2 separate regions of the Mus musculus genome follow, and region 1 is linked to region 2. Evidence: chromatin contacts called from public Hi-C data. All regions are on one chromosome and are shown on one strand. The core of a region is the stretch at or near the end of the contact, and the rest is flanking DNA. Distances in the headings are between cores, read along the strand shown. Region 1 overlaps Txlnb (taxilin beta). Region 2 holds the start of Txlnb (taxilin beta).

Region 1 (6,431 bases), core at 573-3,072, 46 kb after region 2:
CCTTTTAGAGCAAGAAATGAAAGTCTGGGCTCAGCCTCTGGCCTTGGTGTGCACCTCAGAGAGCTTTGCTCAAGAAACAAGCACATAGGCAGACATGGAGGAGGCCCAGGCCTTTAATCCTGGCACTCAGGAAGCAGAGGCAAGCAGACCTCTGTGGGTTCCAGGACAGCCTGGTCCACATAGCAAGCTCCGGCTGGCCAGGGCTACAGAACGAAACTTTGCCTCAAAATACCTGAAATAAAAAATAAAAAAGAAGCAAGTACCTAGGTGTGGCTCATGAAAGGACATAATAGCTGACTAAGAGTCTTACCCTTCAATTTACACAATAAGAGAAGAGATTCTACAATAAATAATATCCATTAATCTTCTACTCAAAACAGAGTATGAATGTAACCCACATTCGTGCGAGGGCCTGGTGACTAAGAGGCACTATTTTGGTAGAAAATGAGATATCTCTAGCCTGACTCTTTGGTAAATCAACTTAGATATTAACACGTGTTCTTGACCCTCAGTTTTATGATTTATAAAATAGGGATGAAAACGGAGCTTTTCTCGCGGGGCTGTTTCAGAGATGACATGAATGTATAACCATCACCTTCCGTGAGCTCACCCTCACCCTACAAACATGAGCAAAGAAAAGGTGCCAAGCCGCTTTCGTGTGCACACAAATTATCTGCAGCTTAATTCCCAAAAGCAATGTCAGCTCTCTCACGATGATATCCTTCTATTTGATAAAGTAAATTACCTAAATTGCAAGCTTATTTACGAGTCTCAGTAAGGATTCGTTTTTATTATTTTAAATGAAAGAAAAGTCAAGAACAACACAATGTGCTCCTATGTAGCTCCTTCTCCCTGACTTGGCTCCGGTGCAAACAAGTTCGTTCGTCACCAATCCAGAGGACTCGGGAAGAAATCGTTCCTCTTCCTCAGTCTTCGTTGTTGACATTGAACATTTGTTTGCTTCAGCAGCTGGTAACAAGAGATTGCCCTTGGTGTCACGTGTGGAGCTAATTGCTTCCTTAGTGCCTCAGGATTATCACTAAAACACTCTAATTTCTGTAGACAACTAAGAAAATGAAGAAGCTGGAGAAGGACACCGCCACGTGGAAAGCCCGATTTGAGAATTGTAACAAAGCCCTGTTGGACATGATCGAAGAGGTGAGGACGCTCTTCCTTCCCCAACCCTGTCAAAAGTAATCATCAGAACCTAATAGTACAAGTGATTACGTTTGGAAAATAGGCTGAATTTCAAGGGAGACGTAACAGATTAAAATATAAGATCAGGAATAAGATCAAGAGTCACTGAGAAATCTAAGGAGGAGTCAGAGATCTTTGTAAACCTTAGTCACAGAATTGTTAGGTAGAAAACTGACCCCAGAATGGCACTATGCCTGCTGGCCTAGAAAGGTTTTGATGAAGGTCTTACTTGATCTTGAACTTCTACTGTTTGGCACCCAGCAAGTGCACTTAATGCATTGGTTTCACTGTGCTGATAGAAGATGCCAGCACATTTAGGGTATTTTACAGACAGATATGAAGAAATCTTTTTAAAACCTCCTCCAACAGGTATTTGGTAGCTGATGTTCTGCCAGGGCCTACAGGCTTTACAACTCTAAAGGCAAAGGTTTATGAGGTCCAATTTGAGTGGCAGGACCTACAAGTGAAGATCCCTTCATGGTAACAAGTAAAGAGGGTCTTACAGATCCAGGGTAGCCAGGGTGGGAATCAGTAGTGAGATGATTAGGAGCAGTTCTCTGCTCACTCTCACACCACTGTTACCAGAGAAAAGGAGAACTGAACGGTTTAAGCAGCCAACATCATGAACTGGTATGTGGTGCGTTTCTGTGGTTATAATTACCACTTTAGAGATTCATTCCAAGTTGCAACCAGTTCCCAAGATGTATGTATGACTCATCAACACTCATCAGATGGCTGCTGGAATTAGCATATAGCAGTTCTAGCAAGAAGACATATTTCCTAGAATACACAACACCCCGCTGAGAGTGAAGCCCAGGCCATCTTACTTATTTCACAGAAGATGTTGCCTATACCCTCCAGTTTTTAAGGAACAGAAGATTCGTGTAGGTTAAGGTGTTTATTGGAGTAGAAAGAAGTCTTAATAGGTTTATTTCCCAAAGAACAGGCAATAGTAATTAAAAGTCTTTTAGTCTAATAATCAAAACATCAGAAAAACAAAGAGATGTCCCGAAATGTTTGTTCAAACGTAGTAGGCAAATTCTAGTTTTGTTTCTGGACAGCATCGTGAGAAATTCACTGCTCATGTCGTGTGTGTGTGTGTGTGTGTGTGTGTGTGTGTGTGCATTTATGTCACAGAAAGCCCTGCGAGCTAAAGAATACGAGTGTTTCGTGATGAAAATCCAAAGGCTGGAGAACCTGTGTCGTGCTTTACAAGAGGAGAGAAAGGAACTCTACAAGAAAATCAGAGAAGCAAAAATGTCCGAAAAGGAAGACCAGGTTCAGCGCACCTCTGAGGAAGAGCCAGAGCCAAGCGTCTCTGAAAATGAAGAGGTGGACGCAGAGGAAGCCAACAGTTTTCAAAAAGCTGTGGAAAACCTGGCCACAGCTTTTACCATCCTTCATCATCCAGAGTTCACCCCAGACCAACCAACGGAAAGACAGCTGGCAGTGAATGGTCCTCAAAGTGGAAGTGATGTCACCCACCAGCACCCCGAAACAGCCCGTTTAAACCATCCCAGCCTTCCCGCTGATTCAGGGAGTCCTCGGCCCCCTGTAGGTGCTCAGGCTGTGGCGGAGGGCGTCTGTGAGGCCACACCTGCCCCTACAGCCTCCTGTACCCCTGCAGAGGCAGAGCTACAAAGTCAGGGTCTCCCTGCAGAAAATACCCCGGGTCCGAAGCCCCATAAACCAGAGGCAAACACTTCTGGTCAGGCCCCACTGTCCCCAGCCCAGGGCTCCCTATCTGTAGTAGAGGCAAAATATGATATTTCACCATCTCCAGAGAGTGAGGGAGATTCTGCTGTGGTGCCCGGCTGTGAGTCTAGGGAGCAGCCCCCACCAGAAGTCACAGACATCCCCGTAGGCCCTTCCACTGGACTCCCCAGAGAGCCCGATGCTTGTCTGAATGGAGTAGACTAAGCCTTGTTGATTCTTCTGGCTGCTCACCTGACTGCATCTTCCTCACAGAAGAAAGTCTGTGAAAGAAACTTCTAGGACTAGGAAGAGTTAGAGTCAAGACATTTTTAAAGTTGTACAGAACACTTCCAGTCTTTGCTGCTGTTTGCAATTTATAACTAATATGGAAATTCTCTGTGATTTGGCAGCCAAACACATCAATAGCAAATATACATTACTTTCCCATTACATTGGTGCCTTAATCCAGTTTGTTAGCAGTAAGATTTTGTATTTAAGGACTCCCACTATAACAAATAAATACACTGAAATATTACATTTATTTCCACAAATAACCCAATAAGATCTATAATGGATATCCAGGTTCCATTTAAATAGCATAATATACAGTGTACTTATGTGTATACACAATACACATAAATACATTTATGTATACACATACACATGTATTTTCATACGTGCATATAAAGTCATCACACAAGTATATTTTGCTCCTAACAGATTTTTCTCTATTGCAAGATATGCTTGTAAAAATTTTTCTATCTTACTTACACTCTGGACTACAGTAGATTAAAGCTCTATGGATCAGAAATAGCACATGTGCTACAATGCCTGGACACAAAGAGGACCACAAGAGGCTTTTAACAGAAAGGGGAAAAAACACAAACAGGTGCTTCTGATCTTCTCAGCCAACTTCCTCCCAACTTCCCAGCATCACCTCCTGGGTTGAGGCAGCCGCCTCCTGGCTACCTGTGAGAAGGTGGTTGGAAATAGAGAAAGCACCTAAGTAAGATTTGAGAGGTTGAGTATCCTCAGCTTAGAGGTCTCAGCCTCTTTGACTACTGATATCTCAAGAAAACACTTTTTGTTGTCTCTGACATTGTCTTTATCTCAAAGCATCTATTCCTTCCAAATTTCCTCCTTTGCGTCAATGTGTGTGCCTGGCCCACATCTCAATTAATGTTAAGTAAAATGTATTTTTCCAAAACGGAAATACATACGAGCTCTCAATAGGAGTAACAAGGCTTACAAAGCTAACACATTTTCTGCTCTAAGAATTTTTGAACAGGCAGAAGTACAAAATTTTTAAAAGGGGGGGGGGGCCTCCTACTCATAATTCAAAAATAACAGGCAAGGACTCCATAGATGTCAAAAGCAAGAAGCACTTGGGATTACCCAAACAAGTTTTATACTCTCATTGTTCGCAAAAACCTCTAATAACACTGGCAGCATAAAATGCTCTGCCTAGGCTCAAAGAAAACTGTACTAACAGAACAGGGAGAGGTGGGAAGGAGGGAGACAGAAGGTGCATAAAGAGAGGACGGTCTAATCTAACTCTATGTTAAGAAGTTGAACACAGGTAGAAATGTGGATAAAGGAGGATTCTTGAAAACTCATCCAGGAAATCACTCTTCAGTGGTGCACGTGGCTGCTTGCCAATGCACACGAGGAGCTGGGAGGCAGTAGCCATATGTTGAAGGAATTATAAAACTGTATAAAATTTATTTGAAGTAGACAGTAAGGGAAAGAACAAAAATACCATTTGGGGAAAAAATCAGGGGAAAAAGCATGCCATTATTTGAGAACCCATGTGTTTTCAGAGGCTTTGCATATTATAACCACACGGGTATCCAGCCAAGTTCAACACCACTGGAAATTAGACATTCAATTAACTCAAAGCCAAATATTCACTACACTAATCCCTTCTCTCTGTTTACAGGAGCTGAGCTTCAAAGAACAGAGTAGGATCATCACAGTTAGGTCTCAATCCAAGAGCTTAGGAAGACAAACAGGCAGGAGGCACTGACATCCAATAAATTAAGTGTTCTCATATCCAAAGTTTATTATTTTCATCCAAGAGGGTTTCACAGCAACATATCACTCACAACTGTGTGTACCTTTGGCACAGTTTCACAGACTACACCTTCCCTGAAATCTGTAAAGCTTTAATATAGACTTTGGGAGAATTATTTTAATAGTAAAAGAATGTTTTATTATAGTTCCTTGTGTTCAAACTTGGCTGTACTAATCATAACAACTCATAAGATCTGAAAGCAGAAAATATATCTCTTTTTATGAAGTTCATATAACTATTTTTAGAGATGCCAAGTCTTTCTAGAAACACTGGAATTATTGCTTTCTAAATGTAATAACATAATGTTTATACCAATTAAAAAGGCATTTCTTCCAAGTTTTCTAGTAGGTTTTTTAAATTATTTTTTATTGGATATTTTCTTTATTTACATTTCAAATGTTATCCCCTTTCCTGGTTTCCCTCTCTCCCAGAAACAATCTATCACATCCTCTCTCCCACTGCTTCTATGAGGGTGTTCCTCCATCCACCCACCCACTCCACCTCCCTGCTCTCATTTCCCCTATACTGGGGCATCTATTGAGCCTTCATAAGACCAAGGACCTCTCCTCCCATTGATTCATGACAAGGCCAACCTCTGCTACATATGCAGCTGGAACCATGTGGACTCCTTTGTTGATGGCTTAGTCCCTGGGAGATCTGGGGGGGGGGGGTCTGGTTGGTTGATATTGTTGTTCTTCCTATAGGGTTGCAAACCCCTTCAACTCCTTCAGTCCCTTCTCTAACTCCTCTATTAGGGACCCCATGCTCAGTCCAATGGTTGGCTGCTAACATCTGCCTCTGTATTTGTAAGGCTATGGCAGGGCCTCTCAGGAGACAGCCATATCAGGCTCCTTTCAGCATGCACTTCTTGGCATCCATAATAATGTCTGAGTTTGGTAACTGTATACAGGATAAATCCCCAGGTGGGACAGTCTCTGGGTGACCTTACCTTCAGTCTCTGCTCTACACATTATCTCCATATTTGTTCCTGTGAGTATTTTGTTCTCCTATATCTGATACAGGGCTAATATCCAATATATACAAAGAACTCAAGAAGTTAGACTTCAGAGAACCAAATAACTATTTTAACGATCAAAAACTCAAGTGACAGCAGATGCTGGTGAGGATATGGAGAAAGAGAAACACTCCTCCATTGTTGGTGGGATTGCAAGCTGGTACAACCACTCTGGAAATCAGTTTGGTGGTTCCTCAGAAAACTGGACATAGTATTACCTGGGGACCCAGCCATACCACTCCTGGGCATATACCCAGAAGATGCTCCAACATTCAATAAGAACACATTCTCCACTATGTTCATAGAAGCCTGTATAGTAACCAGAAGCTGGAAAGAACCCAGATGTCCCTCAAAAGAGGAATGTATAAAAAAAATATGGTACATTTACACAATTGAGTACTACTTAGCAATTAAAAACAATGAATTCATGAAATTTTTGACAAATGGATA
Region 2 (5,894 bases), core at 3,355-5,854:
TGCATCCAAATTGCCTAATGACTTCCCAAAGGCCTTCCCTAATCTCCCAACATCACTCTGGAGGAAATATAAACACTCAGAAGAAAGAGAGCAGGAGCATGTATCTGTGCAATTAAATCATGGCAAGCTGTATGAACAAACCATATGTAATAATTTTAACGGATCAGATGTGGAGGAAATTGAACCATTTCCCACTGTGCATTGCAGAAAAATAGGAGGTGCTCAGACTGACTAGTGGCGACACTCTATTCATGTTCCACATTACAATTTGGGTTTAGCAACTATTATCTGTCATGTAAATCAACACTGACAATTTGAATAATATTTATTGGTTTTGTCAATAAGCCAATAACTGGAGATTCGTTTCCTCTCTCTAGAACAAGAGAGCAATGGAACAGTTCCTTTAGTTGAGTTTCTAACACTCACAAACTGGACTTTAAAACCTGAGACAGAAGGCCCCAAGTCTTGAATACTAGAGACTTACGATGCAACAGAATTCTGAGACAGGACACACTGAAGTTTTCAAGCAGAAAACAGTACTTTTTTCATGCCAGCACTGGTGAAGTCGGCTCATGTCTAAAGGCTGAGCTCCAAGTCCAGCTGTTTCATTAGTTCCCTCTTATCTCCCTTACATGGTAAGGTATGTTGTGATTGTGTGGTCTGTATTACAGAGTTGCGACAGAATCACACATGCACACCTAGACACTGGTCGTGCTATGCTGTCTTCCCTTTGGACTGGGAGAGCCCTCTCCTCAATGATTTCAAGCTGTCTGAGCCAGAAGGTTATTGTTCTAACTACTCAAGGTGAAATGCCAGTTGCTCTTAAAGCACCAACACAGCACGTGTGACATCTCCTAAATTTTGGTGTTGGCAGTCTCAGCTCCTTACCATCAGAAGTTGTTTCTAACTCTTCCAGGAACTGTGTCTCACAATCCTTATAATCTTGGCTCCTGCCTCTGGCTCTTCAGAGTCTCTTTTCCTTTGTCTTCCATAGTCTTGGCTTCCCTGCTGTCCCCCAGTACCCTCAATATCCTTAATCTCTTACAGATTCTGTCCTTGGTAGTGCTCTGACCTCTTTCAGCTGACTCTTATAGATATAGCTTGGAGCCTTGGGTATCAGGGCTCATCGCTCTGGAATTCTTGGCAGCCTCCATCCATACCAGCATAGCTAAAGCCACAGTTAGAATACCTGAGGACTTGACATTCCTAACCATCCCAACCTATCCTACTTGTGATAAAAATCCCAATCAGCCAAAGACACCACTCAAGAGAAGACTTTATTAGAGCCAAATGTTGTAATACCAGGGAACAGAGCATGGTGGAAGTTACGCAGACTCACCTGAAAAGAGTAGTCTGTTTAAGCAGCCAGAAGAGGGGCCCAGATGCACATGTTCAGTCTGATTCCACCACTCCTAGTTCCACATATGCAGCTCCGGATTCCACCTGACTCAAGCCCTACACAAAGACCAATGATCGGTTCCCCGTCCACCAGTCACTGGACTTTTTTTTTTTTTTCTGAGTCACAGCAGGAGGAGATGCTGAGCTCACCAAGGTTTGTCTAGCCTTGTTATCTAGAGTCTTCCAAATCTTAGACAGATTGTGTGGGAAGAGGTCCCGGCTGGAGCATGGTCTCCCAAAGCAGACCTTGTTGGCGTCAGTTCCAATCCTGATCACAATTGTTAGTGAAGCTGAAGTTATGTGATTCCTGGAGGGCCAGAGAAGTTTGTTTGTTTGTTTTGTTTTGTTTTGTTTTGTTTTGTTTTGTTTTGTGTTTAAGAGTTGAGATGCCTCTTACTCCACACAGCCACGTTAAGGTAGAGAATATGTCAGCTGTCAATCAGTCAAGCAGCTGACTGAACCACACCTGACATTTAAAATATCATAGGATGTTTACAACAACAGCAACAAAAACCCTAGGGAACTAGCATTAATGGTGTTTAGCAACACACAACTCCTATGCAAATATCTTTAGAGAGAGTTGGGTCATTCTGTGATTCAGTTTTGTGGAATTTTAAAGTGATACATATATGAAAATGTATATTTTATAATAACTCTAAGAAAGGTTAGCCAGGTGGTGGTGGCACACGCCTTTAATCCCAGCACTTGAGAGGCAGAGGCAGGCAGGTCTCTCTGAGTTGCAGGCTAGTCTTGTCTAAAAAGTGGGCACTCACTTTGAAACTTACAGAGAAACCCTATGGAGTGGCAGGGAGAAAAGAAAGGGACAGGTATAAGAAAGCTATGCCTGTTTTCATGTTAGTACATATTGTATGTATATATACACACAATAACATAATAAGACAGTCCTGTCATTAGATTTCCTCTTCCATTAGTTTCAATGGAAACTATTTTGTTAAAAGGGCCTGCACCTCAAAGTGGGACTTTTCATGGACCCCACCCCCAGCTGTATAAATAATGACATGGAGTCAATAATATTTTAATGCCTCAGCTTGGCAGTCTCCCAACGACTCTAGCTGACTAATTCTGGCCTACATCTTGTCACATGGCCAGGTCTACCTCTCTGCTCCGGCCTGAATCATCCCTTCTGTGATCCCTGATGAACCTCCTGCATTTGATTGCTTCTCCCGAAGTTCCTATCTCTGCCTGGAAGTGCCGCCTCCTAGTCCCTGCTCAGCTATTGGCCATCAGTTTTTTATTACATCCAATAGGCAAGGAAGGAAGGATGAATGTTTGCAAAAATATGAGGCTGGCGATGGGCCACGGAAACAACAATACCAAGATGCGACGAGTACTTAGCTCTCTGCAGGTACCCGTTAAACAATTGATGACACAGAAACATACCTTCACAAAATGTACCCTAACAGTACCTTATTTAAAATTGTTTAGAACTGATCTGCACTTGGAGATCTGATTGAGTTGATTGCTCCAATCCAGGATGTGCTGTCTTCTGATTTGTGGTGTTAACCGAATATTCACGATGTGAGGATTAAGGAGAGAATATTATTTTCTTTCACCAGTTTCATTGTGTTTGCCATGAAAGGCCCGAAATTAACCTGTAAACCCCAGTTGCCCAAGGACCAGGTAACTTCCGGGAATGCTGGGAGTTGTAGTTCTCAGAAAATAACAAAGCCTCATAGGAAACTATGATGGCCTATAGGTCATCCTTATAAATCCCTGCTACACAGGCTCAAGGCCATTCCAGCTGAGAAACTCCAGGGAATGGTCCTGATTAAAGTCGAGGATTTGGTGGTCAGTATTTAATATTTAATAAAGCTAGCTTTAATTTGCCCGGAGCTGGTGGACTTGGGGTTTTTTCTCTGGCAAATCCCAGGATTAACAGTCACTGCAGTGTCTCTGTCAGAGTTTCTCCTTCTCAGGCTGCTTCTTCCCATCATGCCTTTCCTGCACCCCTTTTCAGCCCTTTCTGTGATTGTGACTTACAGCACCCCGAGCTCAGGAAGTAGGGAAGCACTTGGGAGTGGGGTGCACGTTAGCTTCCGTTTCATTCCCTTTAACAATCTGACACTGAGGTAGAGGCTTTTTAAAAAACGTGAACTTACTCCTTTACAGTGCTGGAGGTCAAAGTCCAAAATGAGTTCCATGGGGTCTGAGGTGAAGCTGTTGGTGTGGCTGCATCCCTCTGGAGGCTTGAGAGAAGAGTGTTTTGTTGCCTTCCCAGCTTCTAAGGCTTCTTATGCTCCTCGACGCAGGACCTTACTCCATGACACACCCCACTTAGATCGACAGATCTGATCTGATTCTCAGCCTGCTTGCCTCATTTATAAGGACTCTGTGATTAGTGGTCACCCTCAGATCATTCTAGATGACTCTCCACCCCACAATCCTTGACCACATCTGCAAGTCCCCTCTACACGTAAAGTGCCAGATTCAAGGGCTGGATGTCTTTGGGGTGACTAAATTCTCAGAGATGCTGTGCCAAGACTAAATCTGTTTTGGTAAAACATGGAAATACATTCCCCAGAAAGCTTAAGGCACCCATGAATGGCTATGAGTTAGGAGGAAGCTAACAAGCTAATCCTTGTTTCTTTTACACAGGATATTAAGCCGTTCCTCTGACTGTCCTGGAAGTCACCATATTGACCAGGCTGGCCTTGAAGTCACAGAGAGCCACCTACCTCTGCCTCTAGGCCCTAGGAAGGCATTTTTAGGATGAACAAGCTGATGAGATGTCAGCTCTGGACACAGCACACATGCAAAGACTACCTAAACCACAGTTCCAAAAGCCACCTAAATGTGCATTTCAAACTTTGCAAAAACAATAGTAACAACCACAAGAAAGCAGTGTCCTCAGAATTAGTGTCTCTGCCACTTCTCCTGTGCTGTGCCACACCGCATCTTTGGTGGTTCCTAAAAGAAACCTGATACTAACTAATCCAGGGTTGAATCATAAACCCCACGGAGATAAACCAAGAAATAAAAACACTCCTGATGTGTTCCAAAATAACAACAATGTCAGAAAACCGCACCAGGAGGCCATTCATCTGGGTTTGAATTTTAAAGAGGGCTAAACATGGAGAGTCTCACAATTCACCAGCTGCTTTTCTTTCAAAGGATACTCCCCTGGCGACACCTACTGAAGCACAGGCAGACTTCTTTCTTGCTGCGTCACGGGTGTTTCCTTCCCCGCCCCCTCCTTTTGTGGGCGTGTGTGTGTGTGTGTGTGTGTGTGTGTGTGTGTGTGTGTGTGTGTGTGCAGTTTCTCCCTCCTTGTAAGAACTCAGCCCTGCTGCCTGTTCCTGCTGCTGCTGCTGCTGCTGCTGCTGCTCCTCCTCTGACTCTACCACCTCTTTCCTCTCTTTTCTCTTCCTGCTTAGCTCCCTTCCTTCTGGTAAGTATGACAAACACTTCCCCAAGCCCTGAGGGGCAGCCTGTAGCCTGTAGTCTGTAGTGTTCAAAAGTTACAGACGCCAGCAAATGGTAGAAGGGCTTTCCATTGTTCAACTTCACAAGACAGCGGGTGGATCAGGAAGGGATGGTGCGTGTGCGTGTGTGAGCAGCCACAGCTAGCACAGGGGAAACATTCCTCCTTCCCGGAGGGGCACAGAGCCAATAAAGTTTGTAAAAGACAGATTTTAGAGTTTCTTTGTGAGAAGAAACTTTGCTACAAAAAGGACGATTTTAAGGTTCTTTGACTTTGTTTATATTTGGTTTTCCTTCTTGTTAGTTTGTTCTGAGGTGTCTTAAAGAAGTAAATTGTCCTCTAAACAAAATAGGTTACTGTTTTAAAAGAAGGTTGGAGTTTGGAGATACTGCACATCAGTGGAGCATTTGAGGTGCTGAGACTGACACACACACACACACACACACACACACACACACACACACACACATCAACTAATGTGGAACAGGAATTTAAAGAATATCCATAGACCTAAGCTTGAATAGATCACGTGAACATTTTCATGTAGCCTAACCACAGTAAAATGCCCGTGGACTGTTTGAAATAACTGCTTTGAACTTTGATTGACTTCAGATCTCACCCAATGATAATCTCCCCTACACTTAAAAGTTCACATATGGATTCAAACCAGTAAATGGTCACAATTTTTAGTCTGACTGAGAGCCTATTCTCTTGACTTTAGGGATGAAGGGCTAAATGTCAGAACTCATTTTAGAAGAACTTAAAATAACTTCTGGCAGGGCAGCAGGTGACACGTGTCTCTCTGTGTGCTTGGGGGAGGCAGGAGTTATATATAGCAGAGAGCATGGCGAGCGGAGGTCAGGCTCTCGATTGCAGTGGTGGAGACGCAGCCACATTGTGTGATAACCAAGTGATTGAATTAAAAGGAATGACCTTCCTCCTAAGTCCTGGGGGAGCCACAGGTGGGTGGGGACTGTCTCCACACTGTGTCTTCCACTCTCGGGTTGGCAGTCAAGTGTTCAACACCTACTACATTCAAGTGCTTGACACTTGC

Evidence for each region. A called contact is a pair of places that touch in the nucleus more often than the background predicts.
Region 1: a contact with region 2 is called in a Hi-C map of bone marrow-derived macrophages, with 1.7 times the contacts expected there. The contact joins the enhancer-like site here to the promoter of Txlnb in region 2. A contact is called at or near these places in 2 of 39 promoter capture datasets (3T3-L1-derived adipocytes and macrophages), 1 of 15 datasets of contacts at CTCF or cohesin (the NIH/3T3 cell line), 12 of 484 Hi-C or Micro-C datasets (the N1E-115 cell line, bone marrow-derived macrophages, cardiomyocytes and 6 more), 2 of 115 datasets of contacts at active chromatin or transcription factors (CD8 T cells and heart atrium) and 4 of 9 other capture datasets (adipose tissue, bone marrow-derived macrophages, macrophages and 1 more).

The regions. Positions count from the first base shown.
Region 1 is chr10:17,840,364-17,846,794 of GRCm38.p6, forward strand. Txlnb (taxilin beta) reads left to right here. Exons shown (of 10, transcript NM_138628.3): 9 at 1,063-1,158; 10 at 2,335-5,300. The coding sequence ends at 3,117. Among named protein-coding and RNA genes, the nearest start is that of Gm20655, 8.0 kb to the left of the region's middle. Within about 2 kb of position 1,823, at least 22 of the 459 cell types and tissues checked have an H3K27ac peak or open chromatin away from gene starts, as enhancers often do. A contact at or near this core is called in bone marrow-derived macrophages, where this site is marked.
Region 2 is chr10:17,791,615-17,797,508 of GRCm38.p6, forward strand. Txlnb (taxilin beta) reads left to right here and starts at 4,605. Exons shown (of 10, transcript NM_138628.3): 1 at 4,605-4,807. It overlaps Gm20655 (a long non-coding RNA gene), which reads right to left. Exons shown (of 5, transcript XR_871470.3): 2 at 1,340-5,894.